Linked DNA regions of Zea mays: region 2 is linked to region 1. Evidence: chromatin contacts called from public Hi-C data. All regions are on one chromosome and are shown on one strand. The core of a region is the stretch at or near the end of the contact, and the rest is flanking DNA. Distances in the headings are between cores, read along the strand shown. Region 1 holds the start of LOC100502424 (TPR repeat-containing protein ZIP4). Region 2 has its middle 6.9 kb from the start of LOC732739.

The links. Hi-C and Micro-C count contacts between places; a contact is called where the count stands out from the background.
Region 2: a Hi-C map of leaf shows a contact between it and region 1, with 10 times the contacts expected there. The contact joins the enhancer-like site here to the promoter of LOC100502424 in region 1. A contact is called at or near these places in 4 of 25 Hi-C or Micro-C datasets (ear, endosperm and leaf) and 1 of 3 datasets of contacts at active chromatin or transcription factors (leaf).

What each region holds. Positions count from the first base shown.
Region 1 is chr3:173,729,392-173,733,579 of Zm-B73-REFERENCE-NAM-5.0, reverse strand. It overlaps LOC100502424 (TPR repeat-containing protein ZIP4), which reads left to right and starts at 1,283. Exons shown (of 5, transcript NM_001196902.1): 1 at 1,283-2,661; 2 at 2,754-2,943; 3 at 3,026-3,058; 4 at 3,141-3,758; 5 at 3,858-4,188. The coding sequence starts at 1,340.
Region 2 is chr3:173,833,812-173,838,250 of Zm-B73-REFERENCE-NAM-5.0, reverse strand. No RefSeq gene overlaps it. Among protein-coding and RNA genes, the nearest start is that of LOC732739, 6.9 kb to the left of the region's middle. Within about 2 kb of position 1,965, at least 11 of the 20 cell types and tissues checked have an H3K27ac peak or open chromatin away from gene starts, as enhancers often do. A contact at or near this core is called in ear and leaf, where this site is marked.

The DNA.
Region 1 (4,188 bases), core at 34-2,533:
CAAAAAACTAGGTCCATAAAAACTCTAGAGCAGATATTAATAATATATTAAAAAAGATTAGATTTTTTTAAAAAAAAATCATGAAAACAACATGCACGCAAGGTGCATGAACTAAAGCCTAAATCTGAAGCTATGTTACAATTGTAGTGTGCGACTCTGCGAGCATGTGACCTATGTACGAACCAACGTAAACCACAATTGTCAAATTGAGAATGTTATGGCACCACAAATTGTATCAAGTCAGGTACAAAATGTCGTTCTGCCCACTTATAACCAATTAACAACACAAAAAATGGGTACAAGCTTCACAATTACACAAGTAATTCACCATGGCCTCAATAGCAGGAAGAGCTCCAAAGACCACTATTGGTCCTCTTCCATGTCATCCCAATCAATCCCTATTAGAAGTCTACAAAACTGTTTATCTAGGAAATTAAATTCTTCTGACCTTTTGAGTTTCACAAATGCCATTGTTCTGCATTGCTCTTAATTCATTGATTTTGATGGTGTAGGAGATGATGGAGCCTTCATGCCAGGGCACTGCATAATAAACTGAAGGCTTGTAACAACTTCTACAGTTGTACACTATTTTTTGTGGTCACTAGTCAGTTTCCATCATAAAGAGTGAAGAAATTAAGGATATAAATTAGTATAGATATTTAAAGGCAGTCTGTCATGTCTCTACCTTATGTGAGCAAATAGCATTTGTATTGGAATTCCTTGTCTTTGCTTGTTAGTAATTTTTGTGGACCTGAGTCCAGCCATTTATGTGCCTTCAAAGTGCCATTATCTAACTTTCTGGTAAACATAAATTTGAGCTTCAATGATTTGCTCAAAATATGCCTTGTGTTGTATTGAGTTACACATGTAGATAGTCAATAATTTGAGGTATTGACTCTTGAGTTAGGCACATGAATTTAGTTGTGAAGTTGTGATAGCTTGGGCTAGGGCTACAAATTCGTCCTAATTAAGGTCATAATTAAACAAGTTCTTAATGTCATTCTGAACCTAGATTTTAAATGTCTGATATAGCAAGCCCCAACACGAAATTACTAAAAAAACATATCGATCCCAAAATTTATGACTCAAAACACGATAGGCATGTGTCACAAAATTTATGACTCAACACGATAGGCCTGTGTCACTGTGTGCCAGCCCGGCCCGGCCCCGCTTTCATTGGCCATTTCGTTAACCATTTCAAAATTCGAATTCTCCCCTCATTTACTGTGCTGAAATTGCTTCTCCGGTCTGCCGCCTGCCCGCCACTCTCACACATAGCTTCCCTTCTCGCTCGAAATCACCACTCAATTCGATCGCAAGCTGCCGAATCCTGAACCCTATGAAGATCTCCGAGCTCTCTCCCGAGTACCGGCAGCCGCCGCCGCCGCCGCAATCCGCCCTCCTTACCGACCTCAACAGGGTCGTCGCCGACGTCGAGGCGCTCGACGCCTCCGATTCCTCTTCCCCGGAGAAGCTCGCAGCCGATCTCCGCTGCCTCCTCACCAACCTCGCATCCGCTGCTTCCTCCTCCTCCTCGGGTCTCAATGGGGCGTTCAGGCTCAAGGTATGGAACCTCGCCTTCCGCCTCTGGAACGCGTGCGTCGACCGCGCCAACCACTTCGCTGCGAGGGGTGCCGAGGCCGCGGTCGCGGAGACGGAGATCCGACAGGCGGCGCCGGAGCTCCTCCTCGTAGCTGGCCTCCCGGAAGGCGTCCCCAACGCCGCTGCGAAGGCGGCGTCCCTTTTCCACCGCACCGGCCTGTTCTGGCTTGACCTCGGCCGCGCCGACCTCGCTTCCGCCTGCTTCGAGAAGGCCACGCCGCTGGTCTGCGCCGCTGACACGGAGGAGGATCGGGACATCCTGTTGGACCTCAACCTCGCGCGTGCCCGCGCGGCGTCGAGCGAGGGGAAACAAGCCCTCGCCGTCGCGTTGCTAAGCCGGTCCAAGCCCCTCGCCGCGGCGTCTTCCGTGGGGGTGAAAGCCCTCGCCGAGGGGTACCTTCTCCTCGGCAAGGCTGCTCTCGCCACTAAATCCCCGGATCCCGCCATCGACGCGTCGAGCCTCCTAACCGAAGCGCTTGATCTCTGTGAGAGGGCCGCGGCCTCCCCCTGCTGCACCACTCCGACGAGCCCGAGATCCAGTCCTGCAACCCCAAATCTCCAAGTGATCAAGGATCAATGCCTCCGCTGCCTCGCCGCAGAGCGTCTCCAAGCCAACGACTATGAGGGCACCCTGCGCTGTATCATGGTCTCGAGAGCCTCACCAGGGCTGGGGAAGGAGCACTCTAGCATTGCGTTCATGGCGCTCCGTGCGTGTCTCAGCAGTGGGAAATTGTTGGAAGCCGAGAGGGAGCTCGATAGGCTCATGGCCAACGCTGAAGCGCCGGAGTTTGTGTGTGTGTCGGCAGCCGAGCTGTACGTAGCCAGTGTGGGGCTGGACGCTGCCCTTAAGGTGCTTGTTGCACTTGCTGCACGGTGTCGCGCCAGTGCTTCAGCTGTTGCAGTGAGGGTGTTGAAAACGGTGGTTCAGGGTGCAGGCGGCGAGGCTGGGCATGCAAGAGCGATCGCTGAACTCGTGTCAGATGAGAGGGTGGTTGCACTTTTCAATGGCCCTGCTAACGCCCATGAGCGTGGCACGATGCATGCACTGCTATGGACATGGTTTGTATTCTCTTGCACTACTGAACTTATGTACGGTACTTTGTAAGAAAATGTGTGCACCTACTGAAACTGGCATTTGGAATTTTGGGCAGTGGCACTGTGCATTTCCATGCAAAGAATTACGAGATTAGTGCGGATTTGATTGAGAGGTCGATGCTTTATGTTTCCCGTGACGAGGAAAGCAGATCCCGCCGTGCAAACTGCTTCCGAGTACTTTGCCTTTGCCATATGGCACTTCGTCATCTCGATCGAGCCCAAGAGTTCATAATTGAGGCTGAAAAGGTATTGATCTTTCTCCCTGTTGCGTTGTTAGATGATATTGTGTGATGCTTTCTTATGTGCTTGGCTTAATGCATACCTGTAGGTTGAACCCAGTATCCACTGTGCCTTTCTGAAGGTAATGGTCTGCACATGCTGTCAGTTTTACAGGGCCCCATTTTAGTTTTAGCACTTCTTACTAATACATATGCATTTTCTAGTTTAAGATTCTTCTGCAGAAGAAGGAGGAGGAGGATGCTATCAAGCTGATGAAGGCCATGATGGGCTATGTTGACTTCAACCCTCAGTTCCTGATACTCTCGATTCATGAAGCTATTGGTTGCAAGTCTTTCTGTGTGGCTGTTGCTTTGTTAACCTTCCTTCTAGGCCTCTACTCTGCTGGAAAACCAATGCCAATGAGTGAGGCCACCGTCCTCCGCAACCTGATAACTCTCCTCCTTCGTGAGCCAGGATCTGAGGCTGAGATTCTTAAGTACTCAAGACGTGCCAAGCTACGGATGGGTGAGCTTGGTTTGGAAGCCTTTTTCGGAAAGGAAACTGTAGGGCTGCGTGAACTGAATTGGTTTGCTGTCAGTTCATGGAATATGGCTTTAAAGGTGCTAAAAGAGGACAAGTATGATTATTGCTCTGAATTCTTTGAGCTTGCAGCTGAATTTTTCAGCTCAGGTAATGGTGAAGATGGTGCTAACCTTCTCTTGATTTGCAAATCATTGATCATGAGTGTCAGTAGTATGCTCCTGGCTGACGACCTAAACAAGTCTCAATTATCAGATTCTGACCTTAAAAGGGGCATTGAGATGCTCAGAAGAGCTGGGAAGGTAAAATAGAGCTTGCCAATTATCAAGAGTCGCTGATACCAGTGTGTGCGGATTTGCTTTTCTTGGACATTATTTTGATTCATTTGTACTGATTTGCAGCTATTACCCTTGACTTTGTCTTCAGCTCTGGTGACCTCTGATCAATTGGAGAACAACTTGCCCTTTCTTCATACATTCAGCTTCTACCAGCTTCTCAGTAGACTGGACACTAACGCACACCCTCAGCAGCTCCAATTAGCCAAGAACTTTGCGGCATCTAAAGCATGTACACCAGGTCATCTTCTCATACTTGGAGACATGGCTTCTAAAGGTAACCAACCAAATCTCGAGGCTGCTGAGTTTCTCCTGAAGGCCAGCATCAGTACTGCCCTTGCCTCTCACTCACCAAACTATGGGGTAATCAGTGCTGCCCTTAGAAAGCTAGTATGCC
Region 2 (4,439 bases), core at 716-3,215, 100 kb before region 1:
CTGGCAATGGCAACGCCACCCATCATCCAGTGAATGTGAGAAGGCCGGGGCAGGCAGGGGCAGCATACCGCCCAAAATTGTCGTGTCCTGCAGGGGGGATTCAATGCACATACATCCCTGCATTCATAGCACAGCAGCATACGGGCAATGCCCCAGCACAGTCGCGCTGCGCAGGCGCATTGTCTAGCCAGCCCAGCCCAGCCCCCTACTCTCTCTCTCTCTCTCTCTCTCGCAGTCCAGTCGCAGTAGCAGACGCGCGCGCAGTGCACAAGCCCTGCCCCTCTGTCTCTCTCCCTCCTGTCTCTCTCTCTCTCTGGTTTTGCTTCTTGGCTGATACTGCAATAAACATTTGCCAAATCCATTCTCCTTATATAATGCGTAAGAGAAACCAGCACAGCGATATTTTCGACAGTGCTTGTGTATTAAATAGTACTCCTCCTAGAGATGCTACTAATAATAAGTTGAAGTGGCGTGATGAGAGAGAGGCAGGCGGGAGATGGTCAGATGGAGACGTACGCTGGCATGTTTTTTTTCTCTCGCACGGACAGAGACAAGCACACACGGGAATGATGCAGAGCCCGAGGGGCACAGGGAAGCGCACTGTTGGCTAGCTAGGGGCTGGGGCCGTGGCTGTACAAGTACTCCTCCTCCCTCTCCGCTTCCTACTCGCATTCATTCAGTTGAATTCAATTGGGATGGATCGACGCGCGCGGGCGCGGGCAGAGAGACGGAATGGACGGAACAGCAGGCAGATTGTTGTTGTTGCTGCGAGAAGCACCAGCACCAGGGAGGGTGAGGGGGACGCGCCGAGACGGGCGCAATGATGGCTCGCGATCGGCCGGCCGGCCGGCGGCAATGATGACGATCGATCGACGGTGGCAGCGACCAGCGCGCAGCACAGTGCGGGCGTACGTACGTATACAAGCAGCTGCAGGGTCAGGGTCAGGGTCAGGGTGCAGGCACAGCGACAGAGGAGGGGAGAAGGTACCGAGCATCGGCGGGCGGTCGACGACGGCCCTGTGCCCGGTGGTGGTCGCGCGTTAAATGCGAATGCTTTGGCCGGCCTGCCTGCCTCTGCTCCTGCCGCGCGCGGCGTCGCCCACGAGGCCTGGTCTGGCCACGCGCCTGTGCCTGTGCCTGTGCCTGCGCGCGGCCGCCCTCACACGTCTCGCTCGCTCGCTCGCGCAGCCGGCCGCCGGGCCCCGGCTGGGCTGCTCCATCCATCAGCTTTCTGCTAGCTGCTGCCTGCTGAGCAGAGCAGAGCTGACCCACGGCCACGCACGCACCCACCGCGCGGCGCCAACATCCCTTTTGCCGCCCCTCGTGCCGTGCCGTCGTCCAAACTCCAACCCACCGGAGTTTCACTCGCTTCGTGCCACTGTTGCCACGCACGCTCGCCCGTCGCTTCACCCGTTGTCTTTGCGGTCGTCGGCTGGCGACCGACCACTGTACACACACCTCGGTGACGGATCATCCATTGTCTCTCCATGGACCATGGATGGGATCGGCTAATGCCTGCGGCGCTCCGTCCAAGGGACACTACCGGGCTACGGCTACCAATGCCTACGCAAAAGGGTGTACCCCATACCCACCGTCGACGCGTCTCGTCAGGCACTCACAAACGTGCGGCCGGCTGCGGATCGGTCAGGGGATCACCCACGACTCTCTCTCTCTCTCCGTTCCAAAACAAAGATCAATGCTAGTGTCAGCGAGGATGGACTGCACACACCTGCCACCCTGCTGGCGCTGTGAGCAGTACTTACCCTGTGGCGTGGAGCGGTGATAGAAGAAAGAAAGAAAGAAATAGGAAGTACCCAACGCTTTCGAGCGGTGAAGTGAAAACCTGGGGGGGTTAAAAACATCAGATAGGAGCGTGATGAGTACCGCTACTGGGTACGGGTACCTGCAAAGAGACAACTCCGGTGTCCCGCGGGGCCGGTCGGTCGCCGTCGCCGTCGTGGTCGTGGAGAGGCTGCCGCTGGGTGCGCCATCGCTCGCGCTAATCATGGTACTGTTGTTATCATCAGCAGCAGTAGTAAGGAAACAAATCTCGTACACACACAGCCAGGTTGCTATCCACATCAACCCGGCCGTTTGCTAATCTTGGAGCTGAATGGGAGGGAGATGATGGGAGCGCGTGTGTCCGGGGCAGGACATGTACTAGTCTACTGTACCATGCTTCCTGTCCACTGTCCTGTCGTTGGATCATTGCGTGTTTCCTCGTCCTGGCATTTTTTTAACCTGCCTAGTTCCACATCAACCGTCAGCAGTCGTGCTGATCGATCGTCACTCCTCGGGAGTAGTATCGGTTGCCATGGGACGGCAGGACCGGACGAAGACAATCGTGATGCAGGGAGGGGACGGTACTGTAAGTTTGGGTCGTGCCGTAGGGGCCAAGCTGAGCACGGTCCGAAACAAAAAAGCACGAGAGCGTTTGGCAGGCTAGGTCGTTCTCCAACTTTTGGCCCATCATGCCACATGGCCTGGCACGCCGGCCGTGTCTCTTGGCCAGCCCTACACAATAAGTGGCACGTTAGGGTAAAAACCATTCGGCGATCGTGTGTGTACTCGTAAAGTACGACTCTTATTTTCCGGATCCTTTGGTCTACCGGATTCCTCTCATTTCCCCTCGGTGACTCCGCCCTCCATCTTTCTTGTTGGGTTTGGCGACCACCGTCCCACTCGGTCACGACCGTCCATGGCCGGATGTGTAGGCCACACACACTGCAGCGTGCCTCGTCGCCCCTATTGGGGTCCTCTTTGGCCAAAGTCATTAAAACACTAACTTACCGGTTATTCCTAAGTCTGTTTCAGGTATAATAAGGTAATTACCTAAGAACACCTTCGTTTCGAAATGGTGTGTAGCCTTCACAATTGTAAAGACGAAGCTATAAACTTAGTTTCATTGGAGTTGATGCATGACGACGAAGTTAGCAAGAGCAAGGGGAAATCCTCATGACTTGGTCAACAAGACTACGAAAGGAAAAGACAACAGTGTCCTTAGTAGATTTAATAGTTCATATGAATAGCTCTCAGGGCATATAAATAGGTGCAAAAGGTAAAGATGTTTGCATAAGCTCAAATCCTCCATTTCAAAAGCTAATTTCCAAAAACCAATTTTTGGAGTAAGTCGTGCGCCGTTCAACCTCACCTAGGTTCTTAGTTATAATTTCCTCTCTAGCGCAGGGAGGTTCAACCAGCTTTTACCAGAGGGGGTCTCTGGTTCTGAGCGGTTGAACTTTCAGTTCAACCGAGAACCTCTCCGGTAGAAACTGGCTGAACCGGCCCCAACGGCGGTTCAACCGGGGTCTAGTCAGACGACCATTCTGCAGCACCTGCTATGCAGGTGGTTCAACTAGTGTCAGGCGGTTGAGGTGGACAGTTGAACTCGCCAACTGAACCTGGTTCTTCTCTGGTTGAAATCGGTCCAACGGCCTTTTGTGCGGTTCAACCGCACTTTGCGCAAAAAAGTCGAAACAGTCAGAAACTTTTGGGAGCTACCTATATATTCCCCTTGAGCTCTCTCCTCATTAACCCTAGTCACTTCATGCCATTATTGCTGACAAAAACTTCAAACAAGTGCACTTACTCCTCCTCTTACGCCCTAACTCCCCACCCCCTCTTCAATATATTGAAGGAGCACTTGGTGTGAGGTTGAGTTCGACGATTTCGTGATTTGATTTCACTCTTCCTCCCTACCTCTCTCTTTTTTATCTTGAGTTTTTTTGCAAACATCAACTTGTGCGGATTTGTTTCTCTAGGATCATTGTGTTCCTTGTTGGTTCGAGGTTGCTTGAGAGTCTCCAAATTTGTGGACGACTCTAAGAAGTCTGTATTATCCGGTTGTTGAACAAAGTTGAGAAAAGGATCGCCTTGACCTTTGTGGTCGGCTAAGGGAGGATTAGGGTTGGAAAAGACCCGGGCCTTTGTGGTCTCCTCAACGGGGAGTAGGGCACCTTGGTGGTGTGACCGAATCTCTGGATAAATCGAGTGTTCTTGTGTTCTTGCTTAGTTTGTGCTCATAGTTTATCTCATTGAAAGTAAGTGAAAGGGAAATAGGCTTACACCTTTTCCTAAATTGATTTTGGTGGTTGAATTGCCCAACACAAATAATTGGACTAACTAGTTTGTTCTAGATTATGAGTTCTATAGGTGCCAAAGGTTCACAACAAACCAATAAAAAGACCGAGAAAGGATTCAAAAGTAGAGAGCAAACTGTCAGCCGAAGTGTGTCCTGGTCTGGCGCACTGGACTGTCCGGTGCACCACCGGACAGTGTCCGGTGCACCACCGGACAGTGTCCGGTGCACCAGGGACTCCAACTCCGAACTGCTCACCTTAAGGAATTCTGAAGGCCGCTCCGCTATAATTCACCGGACTGTCCGGTGTAGCACCGGACAGTGTCCGGTGGCGCACCGGACTGTCCGGTGTGCCAGCGGA